2 separate regions of the Mus musculus genome follow, and region 2 is linked to region 1. Evidence: chromatin contacts called from public promoter capture Hi-C data. All regions are on one chromosome and are shown on one strand. Each heading gives the region's core, a stretch centred on a gene start, on an enhancer-like site or on the middle of the called end of the contact. The rest is flanking DNA. Distances are from core to core; before and after follow the strand shown. Region 1 holds the start of Fam166b (family with sequence similarity 166, member B). Region 2 overlaps Gm42279 (a long non-coding RNA gene).

The links. Promoter capture Hi-C pulls out the DNA fragments that hold promoters and counts their contacts.
Region 2: a promoter capture Hi-C map of hematopoietic stem and progenitor cells shows a contact between it and region 1. The contact joins the enhancer-like site here to the promoter of Fam166b in region 1. A contact is called at or near these places in 13 of 39 promoter capture datasets (the 3T3-L1 cell line, the C10 cell line, the HPC-7 cell line and 8 more), 1 of 15 datasets of contacts at CTCF or cohesin (large pre-B cells), 1 of 115 datasets of contacts at active chromatin or transcription factors (regulatory T cells) and 3 of 9 other capture datasets (adipose tissue, liver and pancreatic islet).

Annotation. Positions count from the first base shown.
Region 1 is chr4:43,426,972-43,431,776 of GRCm38.p6, reverse strand. It overlaps Fam166b (family with sequence similarity 166, member B), which reads left to right and starts at 2,643. Exons shown (of 6, transcript NM_001369077.1): 1 at 2,643-2,749; 2 at 3,311-3,534; 3 at 3,608-3,804; 4 at 3,938-3,989; 5 at 4,067-4,264; 6 at 4,506-4,763. The coding sequence starts at 2,688. The coding sequence ends at 4,594. Rusc2 (RUN and SH3 domain containing 2) reads right to left here. Exons shown (of 12, transcript NM_199057.3): 12 at 4,685-4,805.
Region 2 is chr4:43,602,408-43,607,212 of GRCm38.p6, reverse strand. It overlaps Gm42279 (a long non-coding RNA gene), which reads left to right. Exons shown (of 3, transcript XR_881221.1): 2 at 1,587-1,652; 3 at 3,973-4,003. Among named protein-coding and RNA genes, the nearest start is that of Gm42279, 18 kb to the left of the region's middle. Within about 2 kb of position 1,937, at least 57 of the 459 cell types and tissues checked have an H3K27ac peak or open chromatin away from gene starts, as enhancers often do. A contact at or near this core is called in the HPC-7 cell line, hematopoietic stem and progenitor cells and trophoblast stem cells, where this site is marked.

The sequences.
Region 1 (4,805 bases), core at 1,394-3,893:
TCCCCCGGTTAGAATAACAAGGCTATCCCACCAACTAGAACACACTTTCTTACATAAATAACACAAATCTTTTTGTTTGATTGTTTTTTTTTTTGTTTTTGTTTTTTGTTTTTTTGAGACAGGGTTTCTCTGTGTAGCCCTGGCTGTCCTGGAACTCACTCTGTAGACCAGGCTGGCCTCAAACTCAGAAATTCACCTGCCTCTGCCTCCCAAGTGCTGGGACTAAAGGCGTGCACCACCACGCCTGGCTAATAACACAAATCTTAACAAAGTCTAGTGTTTTGTTTTTTTATGTAGCACAGGCTAACCTCATAAGGATGGCTTTGACCCCTCCCCATCTCCCTATCCTCTTGCCTCTGCCTCCCAAGGTCTGTGATTATGGGGTGGGGGTGGTACAGCACACAGCATATGCAACACCAGGGCCTAAAGCATGACAGGCAAGTACCTGCCAACTGAACGGTGTCTCCAGCTCCTAACCCATTTCCTCTTTTTAAAAAAACGCTGCAATGCAAGGGCCTGTGTGGACCAGGTAAGTGGTCCACCACTGAGCCGCTTTGCCTAAGCATGTGGTTCTAACTGCTGCCATCTCTTCTGCAGAAAAATCTTCTATATAGGCAGGCTTGGTGGTCTATGCCTCTAACCACAACTCAGGAGGCAGGGGCTGGAGATCAGCAGGTCTTACAACTACACAGTGAGCCTGGGCTACACAGACTGTCCTCAGCCAACACCCCTCCCTACCCAGGGAGGAAAAAGACCCTTTCCTAATCCTCAGCTTTGAATTAGAAAGCTTTCCAATGTTCTATCTCATACTTTTCCTACCCCCACATCCGGGACTGCCCTTGCCTCTTCCCCATTCCCATCAAATATTACAGGTCGCCGTTAAGTTAGCAACTTAGCCCGAAGCAGACACTGGGTACCTGTGTGTCCCGTGCTGCCTGCTTTACTCTGAGGCAGGAACCTCCTTTTCCTGTGTTACAGTTGAGAGAACTGAGCTGCAGTGATTGTGGGCAAGCTCAGTATCAAGTGAAGGTCAAAGCTGAGCCAGCTGTTGGTTTTAAGACAGGGTCAGGCTATGTAGGCCAGGCAGGCAGTCCTCCTGCCTCAGCCTCCCAAGTGCCAATGTTAGGAGTGTGCTACCACATTTAGCTTTTGAGCCTGTCTAGCCTTCAAAGACTTTAAGTAATAACGCTTTGACTCAAAGTAAAAATGGCCTTAACAATAACGGAATAGAAAAGTGGGTCACTTCAGCTGCTCAGTCTCTCATCCATCTAGTCCACCCTGATGTTTGTCCCTGGGAAGTGTTCTCAAGGGTTCAAGGTGTCTGCTCAAGTGTTCCATCATCACATAGAGGGCCATTTCGAGCCAGAAAGCAACCTCCTCTCCTCTTGTGTGTCTCCTTCTGAGGAGCTAAGGCTATTCCACAGGGCCCCTCCTAGCTACAAGAGTGCCAGAAGCCCAGGCTCACAATCTAGACTGTTAAAAACTTTGCTTTGTTTAAAAAAGTAAAGTTGGCTTGCCTGCTGGTCTTAATCCTTTATCCTTACATGACTCTCCTTCCCTGAACCCTCTGAGTGGGAGCACACCCCCGACTCCTCACAGGGTTACCACTCACCCACATTCCCTGTGTCAGAAGCCGAGGCATCCTCGTGAGGCCTTAGTCACCACTCCTTTCACCTACCTTCTCGAGACCGCTGACCCTCAGAGTCTTGGTAAGCTCAGGTATTTTAACTTTCTCACTGGAGTTTGGAGAAGTTGGGGCCAGAGAAAGTTAAGGTACCTACCTCCTCCAAGAGGATGAGGCCCTCAGATAGGTGTCAAAGCCTGCCGGGCCTCATGCCCCAGTTCTTGCCCCCACCCCACAATTCTGGCTTCACATTCTTCTGAGCTAATATCTTTATGTCCTGGGGGATACACTTGGGTGGTAGAGGACTTGCCCTGCCTGTGTGGGGCCTCTGTTTCCAGCTCCAGGACGTTGGTACATTAATTTGGGCGCCAGGGCAGTCAGGGTAAACAGTATCATCCGCAGCTGCACATGAGGCCAGCGGCTCAGTCTTAGCCAGAGGCTTGTGGACCTTCCTTCCGCATAGTACGTTCTGCCATCCTTAGGGTGTTGAGCCGAGCAAGACGTTATTAATGAGTGGATGATTTGGAGTATAGCAGCTATCCAGTAAATAATCCTTGCATTAATGCAATTATCTGTTTCTTTTTCTTTCCCTTTCCCTCTTTCTTTCCCTCTCTTTCTCTCTCTTTCTCTCTCTCTCTCTCTCTCTCTCTCTCTCTCTCTCTCTCTCTCTCTCTCTCTCTCTCTCTCTCTCTCTCTCTCTCTCTCTTTCTGTTTCTCGAGACAGGGTTTCTCTGTGTAGCCCTGGCTGTCCTGGAACTCACTCTGTAGACCAGGCTGGCCTCATCCTCTTGCCTTCCACCCAGAGGCTTTCGCAGCTGTTCCCCTCAGCCTCTGCCCTTTTCCAAGTGACAGAGCGGCACCCACTCCGGGAAGACCAGGAAGCTCCTCTCCACCACCTCTGCTGGCTTTACCCCAGCAATCCCCACTCCAGGGAGTGGGGGGTGGGCCTTCATTCGCCAACTCTCGGCCCCGCCCCCTCCCTCCTGCCCCATAGCCCTGGACACAGTACACAGGGCCCAGAGTCCCTCCTGGAAGGGAAATAAAAGGAACTGCGCCAGTTCCCATGGCTGTGGTCAACACTTCCATCCCAGGGCTCAGCGGCGAGAATCCGCATTATATTCCAGGGTAAGACTCCTCCCAGAGCACTCCCCTGCTTGCTTCTGGGAATGGGGATTGGGATCTAGGAGCCAGTTCACAGACACTGGGGTCAAGATGAGAACTGGGGTGTGTCAATGGTATGGTATGGAAAGGGGAATCTAGCGGCTGTGAGAGCCAGGTCTAACAAAGCTTTGTGTTGTGGTCCCCACGGAAACAGGGTAAAAGCAGGAAGGACTGGACACCCAGGCAGAGGGCTGGGGATGTAGTCGCTTCAGTGATTTAATGATTGCCTAGAACACAAGGCACTAGGTCCTGTCCCCAGTAGGTAAAAGAGACAAAGAACAGAAATAAAGACCTCCAGACTCAAGCTGGGGCAGGAGTGGTTGGACCCGTGTGAGCCAAGCATGGGGCGGGGATGTAGAAGGATCAAAGGTGTTTGGTCAGCCTAGGCTAGAGAGTGAGACCCCGTGTAAAAATAAACACACAAGCACTTGCTGCAAGTGCACACCAAAGCGGGGCTTTCCTGCCTGTGTCAGGATGGTGGTGTAGGGTCCAACTCAGAGCTATGGGATGGATCCTGTGCTGCAGGTACACCGGACACTGCCCGCTACTTCGGTTCAGCATGGGCCAGACCTATGGGCAGGTGACTGGTCAGCTACTCCGAGGCCCTCCTGGTCTAGCCTGGCCTCCTGCCCACCGCACACTTCTGCCTCCCATCCAGTCTCCAAGATCTCCTGTGATCTCCAAGGGGAGGCTGCCTCCCAGGCGCGGGCATGAAAGGCTCAGCTCCAGCATAATCCCTGGGTATACAGGTCTGTATAGAGGTCTGAATGGGTGTCCCCTTCGAAGAGAACGTGCCGTGAACTAACACATCTTCTCCGTCAGGTTTTATACCACGGGCACAGTTCATTTTTGCCAAGAACTGCAACCAGGTTTGGGCTGAAGCTATGAGTGAATTTACACGAAGGCACGGGGAGCAAGAGAGCCATCAACTGCCAGACGGAGCCAAGGGAGAGAGAGAAGTGGAAGAAGACCAGCTGCGGGAGGCAGAGGAGCCACCGCTGAAGCAGGAGTTGGCACATGTGAGATGGGGCAGGCAGGTGGGGTGGGGGTGGGCGCTCGTGCTTTGCCTGGGGGCACCGTGGGGCATGGCTGCCAGCTGTCTGCGGGGTGCCTGAACTTAATTCTTTTTCTTTCATTGACTTCTCTCATCAGGCTTCCCCCTACTCCATGGATGATACAGATCCCCACAAGTTCTTCATGTCAGGTGAGAGGAAGTGGGTAGCAACCAAAGGCGAGGGGAGACCGCAGGACGTCTTGACTCAGCATCTCCCCCACCCCCAGGTTTCACGGGCTATGTGCCCCGTGCCCGCTTCCTCTTTGGCTCCAGCTTCCCTGTGCTTACCAACCAGGCATTGCAGGAATTTGGGCAGATGTGCTCACGGGGCCGGGCGCACAAGGACCCCAAACCTCTCTCCCCACTTCCCAGGCCCACGTTTCAGAATCTGGGTCTCCTACCTCACTACGGAGGCTACGTGCCAGGTTAGAAGAGCCCGTGAGGGGCTCCGGGAACTGCGGTGTGTGTGCGGGTGGGGGGTGCTTTGGCAACGGGAATTAACAGACACGGAGAGATGTCCGACCCTGGGATTTAGCTTTAGAGAGGAAACTCTGAGGCAGTTCAGTGGGGAGTTGGGAGCAGATTTTAAAGGGCAGTTTGGAGGGTCGACGCAACTGGCTTTTTCATGCCTCTGGCTATATACATGTCAGACTCTTGGCCACGCAGGATATAAGTTCCAGTTTGGCGGTACATTTGGGCATCTTACCCATGATGCTCTGGGCCTCAGCATTACTCAGAAACAGCTCCCGGCCTAAGTACCTGGATTCCAAGTTCTCCCTTCTCATCCTAACCCAGTGAACCTTTTGGAATGAAGAGAGGTGGGTCGGGGAGGGGCACAAAGAAAATGGCTTGGAGGCTGAGCACCTTTTTATTATTAGGTGTAATAAATAAATAATAAATAAATAAATACATACATAAACAGAAGCCCGGGCTCCTCCCTACTCTGACGACCAGACTATTTACAGC
Region 2 (4,805 bases), core at 688-3,187, 180 kb before region 1:
TATTGCAAGAAACACCCCACACACACACACACACACACACACACACACACACACTCCAAGGAAATCCAGAAATTCATCATCCTCTGATAGCTACTTAGTGGCTATATAGTGAGACCTTGTCTCAAGAATATAAGAAAGAAAAGAAAAAAGAAAGGAGGAAGGAAGGGAGAGAGGGAAGAGGGAAGGAAGGAAGGAGAGGGGGGAAAGGAAAGTTTGAGCTTAAACTTGCGTAGTTCCATCCCCAGTACTCACAGAGCTTGGTACTCAGGAGGCAGACTTCTGAGTTTAAAGGCAATGTAGTCTACATAGTAAGTTCCAAGTTAGCCAAGGTTATATAGTGAGTCCCTGTCTGAAGAAAGGGGGGAAGAGGAAGGGGAAGGGGACCTTTAATAAAAGTTAATAAGACTAAAAGTTCTCTCCATAATGAATGAGATCCCGGGATCCAAGACTATTTCTGCTGGGTGGATTCTGATAAAATCATAAGCTTGGTGCCTTATCTCTGTTCTCTGCTCATTCTCTCTCTCTCTCTCTCTCTCTCTCTCTCTCTCTCTCTCTCTCTCTCTCTCTCTCTCTCTCTCTCCCTCTCTCCCCCCATCCCTTTACTCCTCCCTCTCTCCCTCCTTCCCTATTATTTCCCTGCCTTTCTTTTTCTTTCTGCTATTCTGTCATGAGATGATGCAGCAAGGCTCTTGCTAGACCCTTGACCCTTTGACCTCCGATTTCCTAGCTTCTGAAACTGTAGCAACTTGCTCTTTATAAACATCATAGTCTCGGGCATTCCGTTATAGCAGCAGAAAGTGAACTAAAATCTGCCAGTAAAGAAAAACTGATACGGGGGATGGAGAGTTGTAGTGATCAAAAGTGCTCCATGCTCTTCCAGAGGCCTGGAGTTCAGATCCCAGCACCCATGTGGAGCAGTTCACAACTGCTTTGTAACTCCATCTGTGTAGACAGGCTGGATTCGAACTCACAGAGATCTAATTCTTGACCCCTGTGAGTTTCCTCAGATATACATAAAACAACAGCAAAACCCTGATGATTCTTTTAAGGCCAGATCCATATACTTATTTACAGACACAGTGCTTTACTGTACAACTGCATGGCTTTCGATGGAATCCCACCGCTGCTGAGACTAAATCAGTAGATTCTTGTTGAGGATAGGGATAGCTTAGGCAATGAAATTCTAGCTCAAGATTAAAAAAAAAATGTTTGGAAGGAGCAGGTGTGGCAGGCAGCTCACGCTTGTAATTTCAACACATGGAAGGCCAAGGCTGGAGGGTTATCCACAAGTTCAAAGCCAGCCCAAGCTACAGAGTTAGACCTTGTTTAAAAATGTAAAATAAAATAGATGAATGAGTAAATACTTGACTAGGATTGGTTTGCCTAATGTAAATTTTTTACAAATGATCTAGTCCAGTGGTTCTCAACCTTCCTAATGCTGTGACCCTTTAATACAGTTTCTCATGTTTCAGTGACCCCCAACCATAGAATTATTTTTGTTGCTACCTCATAACAGTAACTTTGTTACTGCTATAAGCTATAATGTTAATATCTATAAACCATAATGTTAATATCTCTATTTTCAGGTGGTCTTAGATGGCTCCTGTGAAAGGGATCGCAACCCACCCACCTGTTGAGAACCCCTGATCTAGGTGAAGACTTCTATGAGTTGTTAGCTTACAGGTGACAGTATGTAGGTGACACCTTGGCCTTGCTGATAGTCACTTCCTCCCTGAGACTCTTATCATGGCTTTTCCAGTAGCTCATACCCCTGGTCACCTCCACACCCCAAGCCCAACTTCTCTGTCACTACAGAATGCTTCCTCCTCCTCCGATGTGTGTGGGCTTCTCCCACAAAGCCTCTGTGCTTGGCTTTCTGCATCCTTGTGCCCAGGCTTACTTCCCTGGTGAGTTCACTCACAGTCACAGTATCATCTGTCACCTTACACATACCTCCCGCCATGACTTGCTTCACTGGGTGTGAACAGACTGCCGCTGTTGCTACACAGATAAGGTATTTTGAGATTGCTGAATTGCAATGAGGTGGTGTAGCAACTTCCTCCTGGAGGAAAGGGGCAGGCAGCCTTCTGGGACTCAGAAGTCCTGGGACTTTCAAGGCTTACCAAGTGCTTAACCTTAAGCTTCCAGAGGCCCCTCCCTGAGCTTATGGTGACAATTGCTGCAGAGAGGAGACTCTCAACAGTGTGGATGAGTTGCTGGCAAGTTGTGCTAGGAGCCAAAAGGATGCAGCTTTCGTGAGTCATCACGGTAGACGACGAGACATTTTGATGATGTGGGACTCTGACTCACCTGCACTCCTGTAACTAACCCCTCACCTAGACTCCAAGAAACCCCAGGAAACTCACTCGTTTGTCTAGCTGCCCTTATCTGGAATCCTTCCTTTGTTCTGTTTTTGGTGTCTTCTCTGGGCTGAACAATGTTTGTTCCCATGGCCCCAGAAAAAGCCATACAACACAAGGTTAGACTTTATGGTGAGACTCCACTGAGAAAAGGCTGCCCGGAGGGTGTGAGGAGAGGCTGACAGCAGCATCGATGAAGAGATTCCCTCCCACCCCACACAGCAACCAAATAAACATAAATCAGACATAGAAAAGTCAGCAGAGTGTGTTTTTAAAGTTCTTGGGCTAAAAGGGCTACAGATGTGTCATACTTTGTTTGGGTCAGAAAAAAATAAACAATTTTAATAACTCGTCAAAGGAAGCAATAAATTAGACTTCAGCATTTTAAAACTTTGGCTCTTCAAAAGATGTCATTAAAAATATTTTTTTAAAAAATTAAAAGCTGGGCAAGGTGGCTCACACCTGCAATCCCAAAACATAGGAGGCTGGAGCAGGCGGGTAGTGAATTCTGGGGCCAGTCTAGACCACGTGGGGGCTCTGTCTCAAAAAAAAAAAAAAAAAAAAAAAAAGTGAGTACAAGCTGTGAAAATATTCTCTTTCTTTTGAAGAGGGTGTACAAACAGGGTTTCTCTATGTAGCCCTGGCTGTCTTGGGACTCACTCTATAGACCAGGCTGGCCTCGAACTGAGATCAGCCTGCCTGTACCTCTCTCTGCCTTCTGAGTGCTGGAATTAAAGGTTTACACCACCACCACACAGCCTGCTCTCCCACATCATTCCCTCCCTCTATCCACCTCTAATGTCTATTTTATATCCTCTTCTGAGGGAGATTAAAGCATCCTTCCTTAGGACCTTTAAGCTCCTTTGGGTGTGTGGATTGTAGCATGGTTATTCTATATTTTATGGTTAATATCCACTTATAAGTGAGTACATACCACGCATGTCTTTTTGAGTCTGGGTTACTTCACTCAGGATGATATTTTCTAGTTCCATTCATGATGTGCTTGTTTTTAACAAATGAATAGTATGCCATTGTGTAAATGAACCACGTTTTCTGTATCCATTCTTCAGGTGAAGGACATCTGGGTTGTTTACAATTTCTGGCTATTCTGAGTAAAGCTGCTATTATCATAGTCGAGCAAGTGTCCCTTATTGTGTGGTAGAACATTTTTTGGGTGTATGCCCAGGAGTGGTATGCTGGGTCTTGAAGTAGAACTATTCCCAATTTTTTGAGAAACCAACCAAATTGATTTCCAAAGTGGTTGTACAAGTTTACACTCCTAGCAGCAATGGAGGAGTGTTCCCCTTGCTCCACATCCTTGCTAGCATGTGCTGTCACTTACATTTTTGATCTTAGCCATTCTGACATGTGTAAGATGGAATCACTGAGTTGTTTTATTTGCATTTTCCTGATGACTAAGGACATTGAACATTTCTTTAAGTGCTTCTCAGCCATTAGAGATTCCTCGGTTGAGAATTCTGTTTAGATATGTAACTCATTTTTAATTGGGTTATTTGGTTTGTTGGTGTCTAATTTCTTGAGTTCTTTATATATTTTAGATATTAGTCCTCTGTTGGACTAGGGTTGGTGAATATCTTTCCCCTTTCTGTAGGCTGCCAAAGAAATTAAGGAAGATATCAGAAGATGGAAAAATCTCCTGTGCTCATGGATCGGTAGGATTAACATAGTAAAAATGGCCATCTTACCAAAAGCCATCTACAGATTAAATCCAATTTCCATTAAAATTCCAAAACAATTTTTTATATAACTTGAAAGAGCAATTCCCATCTTCATATGGCAAAACAAAAACCCCAAGTTATCTAAAACAATCCTGTATAATAAAAGAACTCCTAGAGGTATCACCATCCCTGATTTCAAGCTGTACTACAGAACAATATAAGAAGAACTGTATGGTATTGGCACAAAAACAGACAGGTTGATCTGTAGCTGCCTGCGGCCACACGAACTGGGTTCCTGAGCGGGAGGCTGGAGCTGTAAGGGAGGAAACAGCGAGAGAAGAAAGGAGACCAAGACAGATTTCTGATCAAGACCCAATGTTTACTAAGTGTCTGTGCTTATAAAGGGGGGAGGCCCATCTCCTGCCACGCCAGGCTTCTTGATGCTTTGTTGCCAAGTTGTTAGCACTTAGTCTGCCAGAACTGTTAGCATTAGGTTGTCAATGCCACAGGTTGTCAGCTATCTCAGGAATATCTCAGGAAGACAGGTTTAGCCTCTCAGCAGGTCAGGTGCCACGCAGGTGACAGAGCAATAGAATGGAAGACTCCACCCCAGGTGGTCTCATTCACAGTGGCAGCATAGGTCTGAAGACATAGGAGTAAACCCACACACCTATGGATACTTGATTTTTGACAAAGAAGCCAAAACTATACAATGGAAAAAGGAAAGCATCTTCAACAAATGGTGCTGGTCTAACTGGATGTCAGC